Regions from separate parts of the Sus scrofa genome. Here region 1 is linked to region 2. A link is a contact called in public Hi-C data. All regions are on one chromosome and are shown on one strand. Each heading gives the region's core, a stretch centred on a gene start, on an enhancer-like site or on the middle of the called end of the contact. The rest is flanking DNA. Distances are from core to core; before and after follow the strand shown. Region 1 holds the start of XPNPEP2 (X-prolyl aminopeptidase 2). Region 2 holds the start of APLN (apelin).

What was found. A called contact is a pair of places that touch in the nucleus more often than the background predicts.
Region 1: a Hi-C map of liver shows a contact between it and region 2, with 4 times the contacts expected there. The contact joins the promoter of XPNPEP2 here to the promoter of APLN in region 2. A contact is called at or near these places in 1 of 5 promoter capture datasets (liver) and 8 of 47 Hi-C or Micro-C datasets (embryonic fibroblasts, liver, mesenteric adipose tissue and 3 more).

Annotation. Positions count from the first base shown.
Region 1 is chrX:106,331,678-106,336,141 of Sscrofa11.1, reverse strand. It overlaps XPNPEP2 (X-prolyl aminopeptidase 2), which reads right to left and starts at 2,317. Exons shown (of 22, transcript NM_001004048.1): 1 at 2,169-2,317; 2 at 983-1,227. The coding sequence starts at 1,031.
Region 2 is chrX:106,243,948-106,248,376 of Sscrofa11.1, reverse strand. APLN (apelin) reads left to right here and starts at 1,814. Exons shown (of 3, transcript XM_003360446.4): 1 at 1,814-2,192. The coding sequence starts at 2,126.

The DNA.
Region 1 (4,464 bases), core at 1,068-3,567, 87 kb before region 2:
CAGGTCCCTCTAGATGCCCAACTGGTGTTCTCTGTGGCCAGGGCTGTGGCTCCCAAGGGCAGGCTCTGCAGCTGGACCACTCTGTGGTCCTTGGCACAGGGGGCCTGGCACTGGGGAGGTGTCAGGAATTGGGTACTGAAGGAATCAGCAGGGTCTTACTGCCACAGAACAAAGGGAAAGGAGGCCTCCTAAGGCCAGCGGGGAGTGGGTGTGGAGGATACTGAGCTGGACACTTAGCCGTGACCAAAGAGGACAAACGACACCATAGGGGTGAGAAAGACCGAACTTTGGTTAACTCCTCCAAGCCCTCTTCTCCATTAGGCATTCATTGACTTCCTCGTCCACCCTGTCCTTACCCAGCCTGCATTGCCAGTCTTAGCAGGAATCCTGCCAAGTCAGTTTAGAGAGATTCCCCCACCCTTATTATCTCATGAACCTTGCTATCGGTCAAATTCCTTATCTCCCAATCTCGATTCCTATCACTTTGACCTGCCCTCATTACGAATCCTCTTATATCAATTTAGTGAGAATCTCCCCACCCTTGATGTCTCCTCTTGCTCGTTTTCCACCCACTGATCCCCTCGCACTCTGCTCCTTGACAAGAAGTCTTCAGCCATTTTGCTGTGTTCAGAGTTGAGCCCGATCTCACTCCCCTATGGCAGCGCCCCTATTGCAATAGTCTTGAATAAAATCTTCCTTACTCGGGCTAGAATCAGTTTTTTTTCTTTAACAAGTGGGAGTGGAAAGGGACTAAACTGCACTCGAGTTGAGTCTCAAGGGCTCCCAGGAGACTCTGGGCCCTGGGGTTCCTCTTCCTCAAGACAGAGGGGGACCAAGAAGAAAAAAAAAAAAAAAGAGAGAGAGACACCCTGGGTCCAGCCTTCACAGCCACCCTTTCTGAGCCCAGAGGGGAGAGGCCAGAGCTGCTCTCCAGCTGGACCTGCCCTCCCAGTGTGCGAGCGAAAGATGGGGATGCACGTACCACAGATGAGGACAAGCCAGGGGTAGCAGCCCCAGCACGCCTGGGCCATGGATCTTCAGACGCCGGTGCTGGATGGATGGAGGGTCAGGGGAGAGTGGGCAGGGCTGTTTCCCTGGCGTCTTCCTCCAGGCCTTTCCGGGGCAAGAGCAGCCAGGCTGTGGGGGCTGGCGATGGGAGGAAGGCGTCCAGCTGGTGGATGGGAGTCCTTCTCTGCTCTTTTGTTTCTGAAGATCTGGAGAGTGGGTCTGGGTGGAGAAGACTGCTGGCCCCCAGGCGCCCAGATAGGGTGTGAGGCCTCCCCGGGCAGAGTCCAAAGATCTCGGGAGACAGGAGCAGCAGCTGGTCTCCATCAGCCTGCTCCTCCCAGCCCCCCCTTTGCAGCCAGCCCCGGTCATTCCTGAATTCTGTCCCCTCCCCTCCAGCAAGCTGTTTCCCATTAGCTCCTTCACCCCGGGCTCTGGCTTCAGCCCCACTTTTGCTTTCGAGATTGATGTTTATCCTCCCTCTTCCTCCAAGCTGGCCCGTGTCAGAAAAAGCCCGTGCCTGTGACTTCTTTTAAACTGAGAGGCGAGTCCCACCAGGAAAGTTCCCTCTGTGAAAGTGTTAAGAGCCACCGGCAGAGGGGAAGACTGCCCTCCTCTCCGAATGATGGGGACGCTGGGGTTCCAGGCAGCTGTCAATGCCATTCGCGTCTGAGGGAAAGAAGGCCCCCAAAGGACTATCTGGAGGGATGCGGGGATGATACCGGAGACGAAAGAAGACCAGAAAAGGGAGTTTGGGGGCTCCCAGAAGACAAATTTGGTTAACTGGACTGCCCTTTCTGCCTAGAACACGTCTTTAATCCTCTGCCGTGCGGGTCACTCCCAACTAGCGTGACTCCCCATGGGGGAAGTGGGCAAACTGAGGCCAGCCCTGTCTCCACCTACCGCATCAGAGGGCAGTGCCCACTAAGTGCCCTCAACACCCCTTGACCAGAAAGCACTACTTCCGAGAGACAAACAGACCCAACGGACAGGTGCAGCCTAGCCTAGAGGACCCCAGAAGCAAACCACCCATTCCTTTGGATCTTTTTTTCCTCTTTTTTCAGCCGCCTCCATGGCATATGGAAGTTTCCAGGCCGGGATTGCTGCAGCTGCAGCAACGCTGCATCCTTAACCCACCAAGCTGAGCTGGGAATTGAACCTACCTTCTGGCACTGCAGAGACGCTACAGCAGGAACTCCTGGATCTTATTTTTAATGTATTTACACTCTGCTTACATCCATAACGAGTTGAAGGCAGCTTTCGAATAAGCCATCTGAATATCATAAATGAGTGCAGCGGTTCAGGGAACTCCGCCTCCAGGAGTAAAAGCAGAGGGCAGAGCCCAGAGCCTGAGGATAGACTGGGAGGGGGAATGAAGTGCTGCCTGGAGACCAAAGGACTGGGGAAATGCCTGCGCCAAGTCCCACCCCCAGGAGTCCCACTGTGGCACAGCGGAAACAAATCCAACTAGGACCTATGAGGTTGTGGGTTCGACCCCTGGCCTCACTCAGTGGGTTAGGGATCCCACATTGCTGTGGCTGTGGTGTAGGCTGGCAGCTGCAGCTCCGATTGGACCCCTAGCCTGGGAACCTCCCTATGCTACTGGTGTGGCCCTAAAAAGACAAAAAAAAAAAAAAAAAAAAAAAAGCCCCATTCCCGCCAATGTATTAGCCATCCCCAAGGACAAGCAGATAGACTCGCTGAAGTCACCTAGGGGAGGGACACCAAAGACAGCTTTCTGGGACAAACAGCCCTGCCTTGAGCAGTGATGACCCAGGAGCCAGACTGGCAGGGCTTCAATCTGTCACCCACCAGCTGTGTGGTCTTGGGCACATGACGTCACTTCTCTGAGCCCGCAGGTTCCTCCCTGGTGAAATGGGTAACAGTTGGGACGAACTTCGTAGGGGTGCAATGAGGGTTAAGTGCGTTAATGTTTGTGAAGCTCTCAGAACGTGCTTGCCACAAGGCGTCAAGTGCTGTCTAAGTGTTTGTTAAGTCAACTGTATAACTAGAGTGCAAACCATGCTCATCTGTACCTGGTTTTTTCTGCCCCTGGCACCTGACCCTGCTGAAATGGCAGTTAATGTTGTAGCAAAGATCAGCTGGGCTGAAGCGCCAACCCTGGGAAAAAATAACCTGAGCAGCCCTCCCTGCCCCATCCCCTGGACTCTGCCCAGGGATGGACTGAGACACTACCAAGGCTGCACACAGGACTCAGCCCTCTGGTTCTGTCCCCAGGGTCCCTGTCTTGGCCCTGGTGGTGATGATAGCCTGAACTCCTTTCATGCTCAGCTCCTCTCTTATCTTGGAACCAATGTCTTCACTTATTACTCTGGGGGACCTGACCCCAGGTTGGCAATAGTCCCGACATGGAAAGGAATGATTCAGGGCCGAGAAGGTGAATGGCCGAGAGGTCTTGCACCAAAGTTGTTTGGAAGAACCACTGCTCGCTGGAGTCTTGCTGTGGCTGCCCGGGCAGCTCGTCTCTCCAAGGGCAGCCGAAAGGCTGAATCCTAAAGTTAGAGAAGTCGTTCTTCAGGCGGCCTCCTGCCCACACGTCTTTTGGCCCCCCTGATCCCACCTTAGGCTTGCCACCCTGCCGTCTGACCTAGCTCTGCCCGCACTGGGTACCCAAGAGAGCCTGGCTTCATCAGAACGTGCCTGGCCACCTTGCATGTTCTCCCACTTGGTGACAATAGATGTCCTGAGTCACCAGCCTGACCACGATTAAGGCGAGGTGTGAGCTGGCAAGGCCAGAGCCACAGAGGGCTTGCTGGAAGGCTCGGGGAGCAGCAGTGGGGCAAACGTGGGCAGGAACTGCACAGAAATGGCACTGCAGGTAGAGGTAGTGGGGTAGGTCAGGGGGCAGATTGGTGGCAATGACATAAACAGGAGCCCAAGAGAGCATGGGCAGGTGGCACCATGGCCTGGAGCAGCCTGTGGCAGCAGGAAAAGTCAGAGACTCAAGGGCGCTGGGAGCATTGTGAAACTCCGCTCTAGGGATGTCCCAAGACACTGAGGAGGAAACCTCCAAAGGGGGCCTGAGGTCCTTTGGTTCTGCAGGCAGGAGGGGACTTTGGATCTAACTGGGGGTTTTTTTTGCTTTTTTTTTTTTTTAGGGCCACGCCTGTGGCATGTGGAAATTCCCAGCCTACGGGTTGAATTGGACCTATAGCTGCTGGTCTATGCCACAACAATGCGGGATCCAAGCCATATCTGCGACCTACCCCACAGGTCACAGCAACGCCGGATCCTGAACCCACTGAGCGAGACCAGGGATCAAACCCACATCTTCATGGATACTAGTCAGGCTCGTTTCCGCTGAGACACAACTCAGGAACTCTAGGACCTGTCGATGTGGCCTCAGAGGCTGAGAGCCCGGCCCCTTTTGCCATGTGGGCTGAACACATCATGTCTGCGGCTTCCTAGCCTTCCATCAGGTTGGTCAGCCATCCTGGG
Region 2 (4,429 bases), core at 565-3,064:
AATCAGGTGTTGGAGGATCATGGTCCCTAAAAACCATCTTGCAAAGAGTTGATTCCCAATTTGCATGGTGTCTTTATTATCTCATTCGACCCCATGCCAGCACTGCATCGGGAAGCATGGAGATCACCATCCCCAAGAGGTCTGGTACATTTAAGTGACAGCAGCAAGGCCCTACAGCAGATAAGGGTGGAGATGAGAGATCCGGTGTTTCTCCTCCTGGGTTGAAGGCTCTTTCCAGGGGCAGCACGGAGGGAGGGCTGCTAATGCCCCCTGTTCCCTGCCTGGGCCTCACAAATGAAGCGAGGTGCTCTCCCTCCCACCTCTCCGCCTTTTCGCTACTGGACTGGGGTAATGGGGCCATAGGCCATGAACTAGAACCCTATTTATTCCCTTCCCACTACCTTGACATACACAATAGGAATGGTTTCGAAAAGTTCGTGTGTATCTTCAAAATTATGTAGGGACCACCAACCATGTCCCAGGCATTGCCTAGGTCTGGGGATTCAGCTGTGAACAAAGCAGAGATCCCTGCTATGGAGCTGACAAACGTGGAGGGAGACTGATTTTAAAAATTGTGCTTATACTGGATTGTTTTAACATTTCAAAAATACGCTACCTCTACTGTGGTCCCTCCTATCTTTGGTGGCACCATACACATGGCTGTGTTTTTTTTTTGTGTGGAAATCTGGGCTTGCATATTGAGCAAACCGCCTGGCTGGCTGAAATGTGGAAACACCTTTGATTTAGGCTTTTAACATGTGTTGAGTGCCACCTATGTGCAGAGCCCGATACTGGGGACTTTGGAGAGATGCAGAAGCATAAAGAGACAAGGTCCTATCTGAGGGGATTCCCAGCGTCGTGAAAGACGGAGTCTCTTTTGTCGGGGGCCCCCAGGCTGTAGGAGCTGACAATCTGGTCTGGGAAGGGAGGCAACTTCAGGACCCACTTACAAAGGGTACATGCACAATGAATCCAGCCCAGACTGTTTGGAGTTGGGTAAAAGGCCTCTGATGATGATGGGGAGCAAGAGAGGGGATGCCATAGAAGCTGTTGCATGTCCCAATGGTGAAGAGGAGCCCAGGGGCGGCCTCTCCTGGATTACTGTCATCCTGGCAAGTCTTCTGAATGAAATGAGATGAGATTGGAGGCGCAGCTCTAAGTCTTGAAGAACTCAGCGGAAGAATGGGATGGCGTGGGGTGGGGGCACTCCAGGTAGAGGGTGTCTCCTGGGGGGGCCGGCGAAAGGAGAAATGGGGACGCTGGGCAGTTAGGCAGGCTTGGGCAGGACTGAAACCCAGATGCAGAGGAGAGCAGAGGGCCCATGAGTGAGGGTCTTGGCCAAGTCCTTACAGCTACTGAGCGGCAGTGGGAAAGGACCAGATCAGAGGGAGGGCGGGTGAGTGGGGGCAGCACCCTGGGTTTCTTGACAACTGTTAAGGAAGCCTGGTGACAAAGGGTTAAATATGCCCCTCCACTGCCCCAAATGCTTCCTGTGTTTGAAATCCCTCAGGTCTCCAAACCCTCTGGCCCCTGGCCAGGCGGGCATTGTCCCGGGGAGCGGTTGTGGGCTGTCGGAGCGGCCTCGCAGCCTTTGTTGTGGGGCCACCTCGAGGTTCCCTCTCGCGCCCTGGCTGGGGCTGCCTAGTGCGTGCCGCCGGGAGGGGGCGGTGCGGGAGGCTCGCTCCCTCTCCCTCTTCCTGGCCCCCCTCCAGCCCTCCCGATGACCACATGACCAAGTGGGCTCGCGGCCAAGCCACAGGCTACAAAATGCAGCCCCTGGAGTGAGCGGGGCGCATTCTCGCTGGCAGCCTGAGCCACGGGCCGTTGGAGTCGCGGCCGAGCAGTCAGCCACTTGGAAAGAGCTCGCTGCCGCCCCCGGAGCCGCCGCGGCCAGCTGGGCGGCGCTGCCCCGCGGCGCAGAGGGAGGCTGCGGGAGAGAGGAGGAGGCGGCCGGCCAGCGGCCCGCGGCGCGGCTCGGGGCGCACGGTCTCGCGGCCCGGGAGCCACGCGAGTTCCGCGCCCGCACGCACAAGCCGCGGCTCGCGCCTCGCTCGGCCTCGGGGCTCCCGGCCTCTCCGCCCCCGCCCCCTGGCCAGGGCTGCGCGGCGGCGGCCGGAGGAGCAGCATGAATCTTCGGCTCTGCGTGCAGGCGCTCCTGCTGCTCTGGCTCTCCCTGAGCGCGGTGTGTGGAGGTGAGTGCGCGCCCTCCCGCTCGCCTGGGCGGCAGCCCGCGCGCTCCCTGCCCTCCGCCCCGACGATCGCGCTCTCTCCGCCTCCCGGGGGGCCGGGCGCGAGCCGTGCAGCAGCCGCCACGCGCCGGGCGGCCGACTGACAAGGCGCCCGGGGCCAGGGGCCGGCCGGCCGCGGGCACCGCTCCTTCCGGGGTGCTCGGCTCGGCCTGGGGCATCACCCCCGCGGCGCCCGACCCCTCCTGGCTCCCCCTTGCATCCTGAGGAGCTCAGGGCCGCGGGCGTGTTCTCGGTGTCCGGCGCCCCGCACCCCACGTGGTGGAGAGCATGTGCGGGGAGGGGGGGGGCACGTCCCGCTGCCCTGGTGGATCATTGGAGGGAACTGACCTGAGTCCGGTGGGCTGGGTTCCTGCGTGGAAGGTTTTCTGGTTCCCAGCGGTTAGGGGCCGCCGGCCGGTCTGGGGGCGCGGGCCACTGGGGATGATGTGCCAAGATGCAGACGTGACACTTGTTGCATAGGCAGGAGCGCGCGGCGAGGGCGGCGGCGTGGAGCCCAGCTGTTGCTCCTTTCAGCCTGCATGTGAGCAGAGGCAGCCTCCCCTGGGCTGGGCCAGGCAGGGCCGGGCCAGGCTGGTCTCCTCCCTTACCCCCAAGTCCTGTCTGGTCTGCTCTCCTGCTCCCACGCAGAAGGCCCTCCTCGCAGTCTCTGTTCCCCACCAGGGATTCGGTTCTTCGATATCCTGGCCCCGGCCTCCTCTCTGCCCCAGGCATGGGCATGCTTGACCTCAGTCTCTGTCTCCAGGCACCAAACCAGGAAGCAGCGCCCGACCTGACACCTCCATGCAACTCGCCCCCACCTGCACCACACCCCCACCTGGCATACTTGGCACCCGTGCTCCCTCACCCTCTCCAGGCCTGGTCCCCACCCACACCCCAGCAGCCCCAGACAGGGCTGCCTGTCCTCCGTGCGTCAGTGTCTCCTGGGGCTGCCAGCTCTTACCTCCAGCTGCCACAGTCCTGTGATCTGGCTGTCACTGCAGAATAGGCAGGCGGGGACCAGGGGGACTAATGCCAGTGCCAGGGCTGGAGTCGCAGGAAGAGGGGTGCAGGGGGAAGGAGAGAGCAGGACAGTAAGTTTCTTAGAGGAAGGGCCCAGGGCGCTACTTGGTTCCAGATTCTTCAGAACAGAAGGATGTCCTACAGCCCTGGAGCCTGTGAGGGACCTGGCGGGGCGCCACTTCTCTCTTTGTAGGTCACCTCCTCTCTCTGCTCTTGCCTTTTGGCACTGCCCTGGCCCTGGGAGCTCTGCCTGGCTTCTCAGAAAGGTGAATTGGTTGGATCTGGCACCACCTGCCTTCAGCTAGCTGTCCAGTGGTCTCTCTCCGCAGGGCCCAAGCCCTGGGGCAGCCACGTCCTTGGTAAGAAGGGAGCAGGCCTTTTCCTCACAAACTCCCATCGGGCCGGCAATGGTGGAAAGAGAACGAAAGGTCCGAAGGCAGGACACGGCACGGGTCTGCCCTCTGGGAGCATGCCATCCCGTGCAGTTGGCGAGACCAGGCACCACGTGACACCACCGCTGGCAAATAGTCCAAGGTGGTGCCTTCAGGGAAGAGAGAGTGGGTGCAGAGAGGGCGTCCCAGAGGAAGATGGCCCTTCCTGATCTGCACCCTTGGGGCTCCCCCAGAGCCTACGGGGAGAACCTTGGCTCCCCTTGACCGCCACTCGGAGCCTTCCAGGGTCCAGCTGTTGGGGTGGTCCTGGTCAAGGGATAGCTGGTTTCCAGGGTAGGGAACGTTGTGTCTGGCCCAGGCCCTGCCTTTTCCTGCCTCACTTCACCAGTTTTTTGTTTTTGGTTTTTTGGGGTTTTTTTTGTTTGTTTGTCTTTTCTAGGGCCACACCCGCAGCACATGGAGGTTCCCGGGTTAGGGGTCTAATCGGAGCTGTAGCCCCCGGCCTACGCCACAGCCACAGCCATGCCAGAACCGAGCTGAGACTTCGACCTACACCACAGCTCACGGCAACGCCGGATCCTTAACCCACTGGGCGGGGCCAGGGATCGAACCCACAACCTCAAGGTTCCTAGTTGGATTCATTAACCACTGCGCCATGACGGGAGTTTTTGTAAGGTCACCTGTCCCCACAGCCTGCTTTGGGTAAATCTGTTGCCCTCACATTTTGCTCAAGCCCTGGCACTGGAAATGTCCAAAGTTCCCCCTGCCTCCCCACCCCACCCCCTGCTC